Regions from separate parts of the Mus musculus genome. Here region 2 is linked to region 1. The links are chromatin contacts, called in public Hi-C maps. All regions are on one chromosome and are shown on one strand. Each heading gives the region's core, a stretch centred on a gene start, on an enhancer-like site or on the middle of the called end of the contact. The rest is flanking DNA. Distances are from core to core; before and after follow the strand shown.

Region 1 (4,998 bases), core at 738-3,237:
CCTTAATTTTCCTTAAGTAACCACCTTGAAAGTAGCATATAAGGCTGGAGAGACAGCTTAGCAGTTAAAAACACTGTCTGCTCTTCCAGAGGACCCAGGTTCAATTCCTAGTGCTCACGTGGCAGCTCCCAACTGTCTATATAACTCCAGTTCAGGGAACCTAACAACCTCACCCAGACATACATGCAAACAGAACACCAATGTATATAAAATTAATCATTAAAAAGAGAACGTAGCTTATATCATTGATTATTTTTCTGTAAATGCTATATCTATATAGCAATATAACAAACAATGTATACTATCACTTTTATTTACCAAAAGGTAAGATGTACTTTGTCTGTTCTAATACTTTTAAATTTTACCTGTTTTTGTTTGCTACCGTTGCTGTTTATCTCATGCAGATAAACCAGCTTATTGCTCTATGTTCACATTATATACATGTAATTACACAATGTTCAATTTTGAGCAAATTGTGCTGTGATAGAAATTTTGGTTTGTCATCTTATCTTCAGTGTTTCTGAGATTGATAGAAGGAAACAGAATTACTGGGATCTCTCTCGCCTACCCCCATTCCCTCCCTCTCTATATATATGCTCCCACATACATAGAAAGATATGTTTATTATATTTTTCAAAGTGTAGCAATTATATTGCTGCAGGTAATTGTTAATTTCTCTTTACTTCCAAATTTGTTAAGAAGTATTTTAAATTTACAATCTGCTATGTGTGTATCAAGTGCTACGCTGCTGTAATTTGTATTTTCCACATTCGTAGTAGGCTATGTTTTGAAATGTTTCCTTTTGATTGTTTTAGTTATTTTGAGGCAGGGTTTCTCTGGCTGCCCAGGAACTTGCTCTGTAGACCAACCAGGCTGTCCTCAAACCCTAGAGATCTGTCTACCTCTGCCTCCTAAGTGCTAGGATTAAAGGCAGGGGCCACTACTGCCAGGCTCAGTTTGGATATATTTCTATCTTTGGTGAATTGCCTTGTTTTTTTCTTACAATGTAGTTGTCTTAGTTACTTTCCTGTTGTAATAAAAACAGGACCAAGAGAACTTATAGAAGTGGTTTCATGGGGTTATTGTCCATGGTGTCAGAACTAAGGTATGGCAGCGGGAACAGCTAAGAACTTCATTTTGAATCTCTTAAGTTGGAGACAGAGAGAACTAAATGGGATTGTTGCGAACTGTTGAAACCCCAAAGCCCGCCTAGAACAAATCTTTCCCAAATGGTTCCATCAACTGGGGACAAGTATTCAATTATATGAGCCTATGGGGGTCATTCTCATTTAAATCCCCTTAGTAATCATTAATATAGATCTTTATATTTGTAATAGTGTCTATAGGCTATGAATCTGGTTGGCTTTGTCATATTGCAGCAAGTGGCTTGTTTTCTTATTTGATTAGTTTTTGTTCAAAAATGTAATTGTAATGTAATCATACCTGTTTTTGAAGAAGTGTTTTCTTCTTCATTGTTTGAGTGTTTTAATCATGAAAGCATACTGGATTTTGTAAAAAAAAAAAAAAATTTGATTTTTATCAGCTGAGATTGTCAGTTTCACCCTCATTTAGTTAACATAGTGTGGCATTTAAAAAATGTTAAACTGCTGGGCATAGTGGTGCACGCCTTTGATCCCAGCAGGAAGGAGGCAGAGATAGGCAGATCTCTGTGAGTTCCAGGGCAGTCTGGTCTACAGAGTGAGTCCCAGAGCAGCCAGGGCTACAAAGAGAAACCCTGTCTCAAAAAACAAACAAAAATGTCCTTAGTTCTAAGGGGTTTTGAGTAGATTTGATGTAATTTCTACAGAGACAAGTATGTTCTCTGCTAGTGAAGGCAGCTCCATGCTTTCCTTTCCAAGTTGTGTGTATGTCTGTCTGTCTTTTCACAGTAATTCAATGCCTTCCATTGAATAGGAGTGGTAAGAGTAAATACCCTGCCCTGTTTGCTGTCTTAGAAGTTAGTCAGTACTTCCCCCTGGCACTTTTATATTTCCTTAAATAATATGTAATTCTCAGCATAGTAAAATTAAATAGGAATCCGGCTTCCCTGCTATCATTCATTGACTGAGAGATCTTGTAATTCTAGATACACTAAAATGTATGTATGTCCTTTCCTTTGCAGATGTGTGCATATGTAAACATCTATGAAAGAACTTTCTGCTTTATTGTTTATTTACTCTTCATTTACCTTTCTTCCTTAACAGAAGAGATGAGCATTTAGGGAAATAGAAATGTTGCCTCTGGGGATTTTATGTTGTGGACTCTTGATATTATGTTGGACTGTGTGAAATTGCTCATTAACTTATAGGCTGTAAATCTTGGAGAAACAAGAATAGCCAAAATAAAATAAAATAAAAGTAGAGGAGCTTTTGACAATTCTTATGACAAGATATTATATAGTTTGTAGTATGAAGTGTTCATTCATGAGAAACAGTCCTTCACTGGTTTATGTTAAGCAGAACACAGAACTGATACACTGCTGTGAATGAGATACGATCCCTGCTCTTGAAGAGTCTCTGAAGGCTGGGCCTTTACAATCTTCTTGTGTGTTTAACTCCATGGTTTATCTATCAGTATAGCCACACTATCTCAGGTTGAATTCACTATAACCAGTGACTTCTACTATAAGCATTTTGGCAGTAATTTTGAGAACAGATTACTGAGAAATGAAGCATGCTTTGCTACATGAAAACTTTGTGCAAGAAGTTGCTCTATATGCATCATTATTATTTTATCTCTGTGTGGGTGTCTTGTCTGCATGTATATATGTACATCACATGATGCATGCATGCCTAGTACCTAAAAGAGGCCAGAAGATGGTGTCAGGATTCTTGGAATTGAAGTTACAGAAAATTAGAATATGAACCAACCAGTACCCCCAGAAAATTGAGATTCACCATGTGGGTCCTGGGACTCAAACCAGGTCCTCTGGAGGAGCAGCTAATGCTCTTAACTGCTGAGTCATCTCTACAGCCCCGAAATAACTCTCTTTAGGTGTTGGTAACTTAAATACTTAGGTCACTTTGTGAAATTAAGAAGCAGAATAGTTAATAAAGAGTAGCAGGTGCTTTCCCTTTCAAAATAAATATTTCAACAAAAGAGAGGGACAAACAAAGCAAGCAAAACAGGAGGGCTGTGGTAATCCTGACTTCACTTTTTGTGTAATATTTTTTCATTGTAAATTAAATTACAGGTGGAAGAAAGCTACAGTCTTTATTTTTTGTTTCTGGTTTTTGGTTCTACAGTCTTTTACTGTCTGTTCTTCACTATACTGGTCTGTATAGCAAAACCTAGGTAAAAGAAATGCATGAGAGACTTTGTGTAAGATTCATAAAACAAAACAAAAAACCCTTGTTCATTGATGTAATTTTAGCATATAATTAATTATGAACAAGCAATAAGTTGAATAAATATTTGTGGGGATAGATTATTTGAGCACCTAATTTGGTTAAAGAAAGAATGATTTACGTATTTTTATTTTGATATGTTATTTAATAAGCATCAAAAGAGTCGCATATTTTTTGAAGTGACTGCATTGTGTCTGTCAGTGCTGTAATAGAAGGCTATTTTTAAACAGATTGAGCTTGACTGGAAATGTTAAAATAATTACTATCAAAGTTGAGTATGTTAGCTGGCACATGCCAGTAATCTTAATAAAGGGGACTGAGGGAGAAGGAAGAGAAGAGTTCAAGGCTGGTCTAGTCTTGTTTATCAATATAACCAACAACCCAAACCTCTAAAATTGTCCTGAGTAGTGTTGTGTGTGCCTGTGATCCTCCCAAGGCAGGAGGTGTGTGAGTTTGAGGCCAGTTTGAACAACGTAATCAGACTGTTTGTTTGTTTGTTTGTTTTGTGTTTTTTTAAAAAGATGAACTATGAAGCTCCTTATTCATTAGAAACTTCTGTTTAAAATATAAGATTGGAAAAATATTTTTGTATTGGTAAAAATAATCAAATAAATACTGAAGATTTTTTCTTTTGTATTTGCTGCCACCAAGTGGCTGATTGGTGACATTACCAAGTTTGTTACATGTCTAGACAGTGCAATTTACTATATATATCACGGTATACTTGCACCTGGCTTGGGCTGACCTTGAACTCACTGCCCCTTGACTGGGAGGATTTATAGATGTGTGCCAACATAATCAGCCACCCTGATACTTTGAACTAGCTTGATTTGGCTACTTTACAAGCCATAGCTTACTTTCTTGGACCAGAGCTATTCTTGGCACAGAACATCATTTCTGTGTTCCCGGTATTTTGCAGAGGCCTCTTAGGACATTAGCAACTAGTGTTAATAAAGGTGATTAAACATTGGACTAGCACAGGGTCCCCAGTGGAAGAGTTAGAGAAAGAACTGAAGGAGCTGAAGGAACGAACCCCTTGCAGCCCCATAGGAGGAACAGCAATGTGAACCAACCAGTACCCCCAGGGCTCCCAGGGACTAAACCACCAACCAAAGAGCACACATGGAGGGACCCATGGCCCCAGCCTCATATGTATCAGAGGATGGCCTTGTGGAACATCTATGAGAGGAGAGACCCTTGGTCCTGTGAAGGCTCGATGCCCCAGTGTAGGGGAAAGCCAGGAGTGGGTGGGTTGGTGAGCAGAGGGAGGGGGTAGGATAGGGGGTTTTTGGAGGAGAAACCAGGAAAGGGGATCACATTTGAAATGTAAATAAAGAAAATATCTAATAAAAAATTTAAAAGCAACCAAACAGAAAACCCCAAACAAACAAAAAAGCAAAGATGGTTAAAAAAAAAAAAAAAAGAACAATTTTCTAGTGTAGTGTGAAAATATGGTTGATGCATACTGTTTCACACAGGTTTAATTCTGACATGTATTCTTTAATGAGAGTATACATGAGAATTACGATTTCATAAGTTTTTAGAACTAATTTTACTAAATTAATTATGGAGAGTTTATTTTTACTCCAGAAACTGTTATATAAGCATGTATAACATTCTTAGAAAAAAGAAAAAAAAGGAAACTCAAATG
Region 2 (4,998 bases), core at 1,175-3,674, 95 kb before region 1:
TATTTTGATAATGTTTTACTTCTAAACATATATTTAAAACACACTTATTATCAGTGGTAGTAAAAATAAAAACATGTGAGACCACAGCAGTCTAGTTAGAACACAAGGCTATGGAAAATTTCTGTGGTAATCATATACTTGAATATGCATCGAAATCACTTTCAGGAGTGTCAACCTTTTGCCATGATGAGATGACATTGTGGTCTATAAGTGTGTTGGGCTGCATTTATAGCTATGCTGGCATGTATAGGTCCCATGGGTTGCAGGTTGGACATGCCTGAGTTTATGTTGTAGTGCCAATTTTTATACACACACACACACACACACACACACACACACACACACACATGGCTGAGAATGTAGCTCGGTGGTAGAATACTTGCCTCACCTGTATAAAGTCTTGAGTTAAATTCTCAGCAACATAAACATAAGTAAGTAAATAACAGAATTCGCTTGGCATTTTATTCAGACACTGGACACCAGAACAGAATAGTATATGGTACTCTGGTACCGTCTACCCAGCTCCCACGTCACTGTCTCTTAACCAGTCCTGTTTATCTATTTCCTGCTTTTACCTCTGGAGTATTTTAAAGCATGCCTTAGAGATCACATTGTTCTACCCACAGGTAATCCTGTGGGTGTCCTTACTGTAAGGACTGAGAATGCCAGTGTTTTCACAACAAACAGCACAGACTTACACAACAGAAGGTTGTTTTTCTCATAGATCTGGAAGCCAGAAATCCAGATCAAAGTGCTATCAGGGTTGGTGTTATGATTTCGGTAGGAAATGTCCCTCACAGGCTGTTTGGGACACTGTTTCCAAGCTGGTGCAACTATTTCGGGGATGCTGCGGAACCTTTGGGAGGAAGGGCCTACTCTAAGGTTCTCTCGGATGCTGGTTTCTACTGCTCTATTTCCTAGTCAGCCGCAATGTGAACAGCCTCCAATACACGATAATAATAGTAATAGTAATACTAATAATAATGATACCTTTTAAATGTATTTTATGTGTATGTGTATAGGAATAGAGGTAACTGCCGGAATTAGGGGTGTTTGGGGGCCCACCTAATACAGGTGATGGGAACAAAACTCCAGACCCCTCAGGAGCAGTAGAGGTCCTTAATCATTGCGTCATCTCTCCAGCCACATAAATAAAATAACTTAAAGAAGAGAAATACAAATTCTTAGCCCCACCTCTTGGTGCTGCTTTGACAGGCAGCTGTTTGGGGGCCACACTAACCCCACAGAAAACTGACAACAGTAACATATTGATGGTTACCTCAGCGCATGGTAGATTACCAGGACGGAAGTCTCTGGAACAAGTAGGATTGAATAGGATTTGTTGATCGGTCAGTGCCAGCTCCTAACATTTTTTGTTTATTAATTTACTGGAGTTGTCATCAATACCAATTTTTTTCCACAAAATTTGATTTGTCAGCATCCCCAATTTTATCTGCTGTTAAAACTTTTACTCTCCAGCCATAATGTCAATCAAGTTTCCCTGATCAGAGTCGGCTATCCACATCTTGCGTTCTTCATGCAATTTCCACTGATAACCATTTTTCCCTGGACAGTTTTAGCTGCTGTTCATCTTTTTTTGGTGCTATTTTTATCAGTAACATTCATTATTATTTGACAAAAGACTGAAAACTTGGATTTACTTCGTTACATAGCCGTAAGGGGGGAAAAAAACCCAAACCTAAAAATCGTTACTTATGTTTCTAAGAGAGAGCAAGAGAGACAGAGTGGGGGAGCGAGAAAGTGACAAGGGCCTGGAAACAGACCCAGGAAGGAGCTTCAGCTGTGTAGATCCTGTTTGCTAAGCTCGAAGGCCAAATGCCTTGGGGGTCAAAGGGCACACTTCAAACAATATGGGCTCTACAAGAGGGAGGCCCTAGAGAGGGCTGGACAAATAGTTCAGACCTTTAAATCCTGGGAAGTTAAACACACAGCTGTCATTTCGCCTCTTCTACACCCCCAACGCCTTTTATAACGTTTTATTTGTCTCCTCTCTTCTCTTCAGCTCTCTCCATTGCCCACAACGCACCCTTAGCAGAGGTGACCTCCCCTTTGAATTTTACTCTTGACAAGAACAATGTCCTACGTTGAAAGGCCAGTGATTAATTGTGCATTGGTTTATCTTAAAGTGCCACCTTTACTACGATTGCTACTCCCCGTGAAGTTAGGCAGCTTTGAACAAATCACAACTTCAGGGGAAGTTGACCCACCACTCCCTGGGGGACGAGGTGAGGGGTGTAGGTGGGTGGACAGAGCCCGATTCAGCAATTCTGAACTGCTGTGCGGCCTCGCAATCTGTCTACAGATCGGATCTTGAGAAGTTTTATTTTTTGCCAGCATTGCCTGGGAAGAGCCTGCTGCACACCCACACACTTAGCCAGCAAGAGATGAAGAAAGGCTGCTGGGAGCATGAGTCACTGAAGCAGCCACCCGAAGCTCCCCTAGCAGACAGGGTCTTCTGGTCCAGTCTCCTGTGTGATGGGGGCTGAAGCTACGGAGGGAGGCTGGAGGAAGGCGTGAGGAGAGGTGACACTGAGGAGACCCTGGGGAGGCTGGGGGAGGGGCCAGAGACTCCACCCAGCTGAGGGGGTGGGGGTAGGAGCTGACGAGCGAGCAATCGCTAGGCTGTGTTTAGCCACTATCTTCAAAGGCTTGCGGAAGCATCCCACAGTAAACTGTGAGGCTACAGTGCTCTGGCCCAAGGGTTGGCAGGAAGGAAACAGAGAAGGCTGAAGTAATGGAAGTAAAAAAGTTTTTTGTTTGTTTGTTTAAAAAGGAAGGATGGAAAGAGGTACAGCAATGGAGAATAAGAGGAATTCAGTCAAGAGTATGGCAACAAGGAGAGAGTGAAGGAAGCAAACACCCAGGGTTTCTCAAACCTAAGGGTGTGGGATGTGGGGGGGGGGGGGGGGGAGTCGGCACCCGCTGTGACTGGGCCTTGGTCCCGGCAGAGACTGATTTACTTGGTATGGGTGGCTTCTGCGCCTCAGGATTTGCTTAAGCATGCTAGAGGAACTCTAATATATGCTGGAGTAGGAACCATCTGGGTCGCATCCCTGACGACTGGAAAAGAGATGGAAGAGGTGTAACCTCCCTGCGACATCTATGTCCTGCCAGTACAGTAGAGCAGGGCATTGGGTCTGACTGTCCTCCCTCTGGTGTCTCTGTGGCAAGTTCTGAGGGCCAGTGCAAGGCACGGGGGTGCTATAAGGTTCTAGTGTGAGTCAGGCCTATGGTCATTCTGGGACCTTGAACATTCAAGACCGAGGAACCCAAGTCCTTGGATCCGGGGTGTGCTGGGCTAACTTCTCTCAGTGTCTCAGCCCCCATGAAAAGCAGTGGTGTTGACCCAAGCTCTGAAACATCCTCCAACCTCTGCTTTCATTAAAATGGCCCAGTCCCTTCTAGTTCAAAGGATTTCTTTCCCATGAATTATTCAAACTGGGGAGTTAGATATTGAAAATACAATGTTCATGGTTTTCTCATTAGGAAGCTGTTTCTCTCTCTCTCTCTCTCTCTCTCTCTCTCTCTCTCTCCCTCCCTCCCTCCCTCCCTCCCTCCCTCCCTCCCTTCCCTCCCTCCCTCCCTCCCTCCTGCTGTCTTTACATTTACAAAGCTTGATTTCTGCAGGGTTTGAGAGATGGATGCAGCCCATCATTTACAAAATCTCTAGAAAATGTCACATAAAAATAAAGCACATGATGATCACTTAGCTGGCAACCAGAAATGATATGGAAACGGAGCGCATTCAAGAGTTCCACAGCCCTTAAGCGAGTCTCCCAGCCTCCCAGGTTTTGATCCTGGACCTAGCAGTGAACGGTTGCCTGAGGGAAACAGACAACTTGAGTGTAAGAATCCCGGGTCTGAAGAACTGACAGACCCAGAAACAAAGAAAAAGTGAGTCAGAACTCAGACGTTTAACTAGCTTTCTCCCTGACTTAAAAAACCATGACATTTATTGACTTACTTATTTTGTGTGCATGCGCATGGTGGAGTTCAGTGGTCAACTTCTGGGAATCTGATTTTTCTTTCAACCACCTGGGTCCCAGGGATCAAACTCAGGTTGTCAAGTCTGGCGCCGAGGACCTTTACCCACTGAGCCATCTCGCTGGCCCCTCTCCTCGACTTAACCATCAGACTGTGATGATGCCCAAGTTTCTCCTGCAGGACATCATGATGTCATCACTGATGTCACCACAACCCAGACAGCGAAGTCCTTCTAGAGATGGGAATGTGAAGTGAAGAAGAGTAAACCCAGTGTGTCTGTGACCTGTGATGCATTTGGAAATAAATTGCAACTCGGGGGGGGGGGGAGGGGGGAACAGTATAGAGATAGCTCAGTCAGTAAAGTGTTTGTCTCACAAGTTCAAATCCCCAGAACACATATAAAAAAGCTGGGCAGGTTGGCATATGCTTTTAATCCCAGTGACAGAGAAATGGGAAGCAAAGATAGAAGATTCCAATGAGCTTGCCAACCAGCTAACCTAGCCTACTTGGCAAGGTTGCAGGCCAACGAGAGACACATAGAAGCCCCAAGAGTGTGGGTACAGAGGCAGGATTTGAACTCTGAGCTGTCCTTGTTATGTACAGTGTGATTGTTCTTGGTGTAGAGACAAAGTAAAATAATGTCAGAGAAACACTTCCTCCCACAGACCGTTCATGGCCGTCCAAACTTCACCTACACTCATGTGTTTACACCCAAAAGGGAGGCTTTGGCGCCAGGCACCCTTGTTTCTGATCTGGAATCCCACACACAGGAAAAGCAAATTCAAGGCCAAGAGGGTAGGCAGAGGGCTAGGCCAAGCTGGAATAGCACAGTTGCCAGCACAACAGAAATGCAGAGAGAGGCAAAAGCATTTCTAGAATAGAGTCAGCCATAGTCTTCTTGCTAGAAATAGCAACCTTTGACCCTCTATTTGAATGGCTTTTTTGGTGTGTATGGGTAGGGGGTGGGATATTCTGCTTCTAGTCCTCCTGATG

The links. A called contact is a pair of places that touch in the nucleus more often than the background predicts.
Region 2: a Hi-C map of the N1E-115 cell line shows a contact between it and region 1, with 4 times the contacts expected there. The contact joins two enhancer-like sites. A contact is called at or near these places in 4 of 484 Hi-C or Micro-C datasets (the N1E-115 cell line, liver and nephron progenitors), 4 of 115 datasets of contacts at active chromatin or transcription factors (embryonic stem cells, epiblast stem cells, extraembryonic endoderm stem cells and 1 more) and 2 of 9 other capture datasets (adipose tissue and liver).

Annotation. Positions count from the first base shown.
Region 1 is chr14:31,793,695-31,798,692 of GRCm38.p6, reverse strand. The region is part of intron 1 of Ankrd28 (ankyrin repeat domain 28); the gene reads left to right. Among named protein-coding and RNA genes, the nearest start is that of Ankrd28, 34 kb to the left of the region's middle. Within about 2 kb of position 1,987, at least 9 of the 459 cell types and tissues checked have an H3K27ac peak or open chromatin away from gene starts, as enhancers often do. A contact at or near this core is called in the N1E-115 cell line, where this site is marked.
Region 2 is chr14:31,889,202-31,894,199 of GRCm38.p6, reverse strand. No RefSeq gene overlaps it. Among named protein-coding and RNA genes, the nearest start is that of Gm36164, 21 kb to the left of the region's middle. Within about 2 kb of position 2,424, at least 133 of the 459 cell types and tissues checked have an H3K27ac peak or open chromatin away from gene starts, as enhancers often do. A contact at or near this core is called in the N1E-115 cell line, where this site is marked.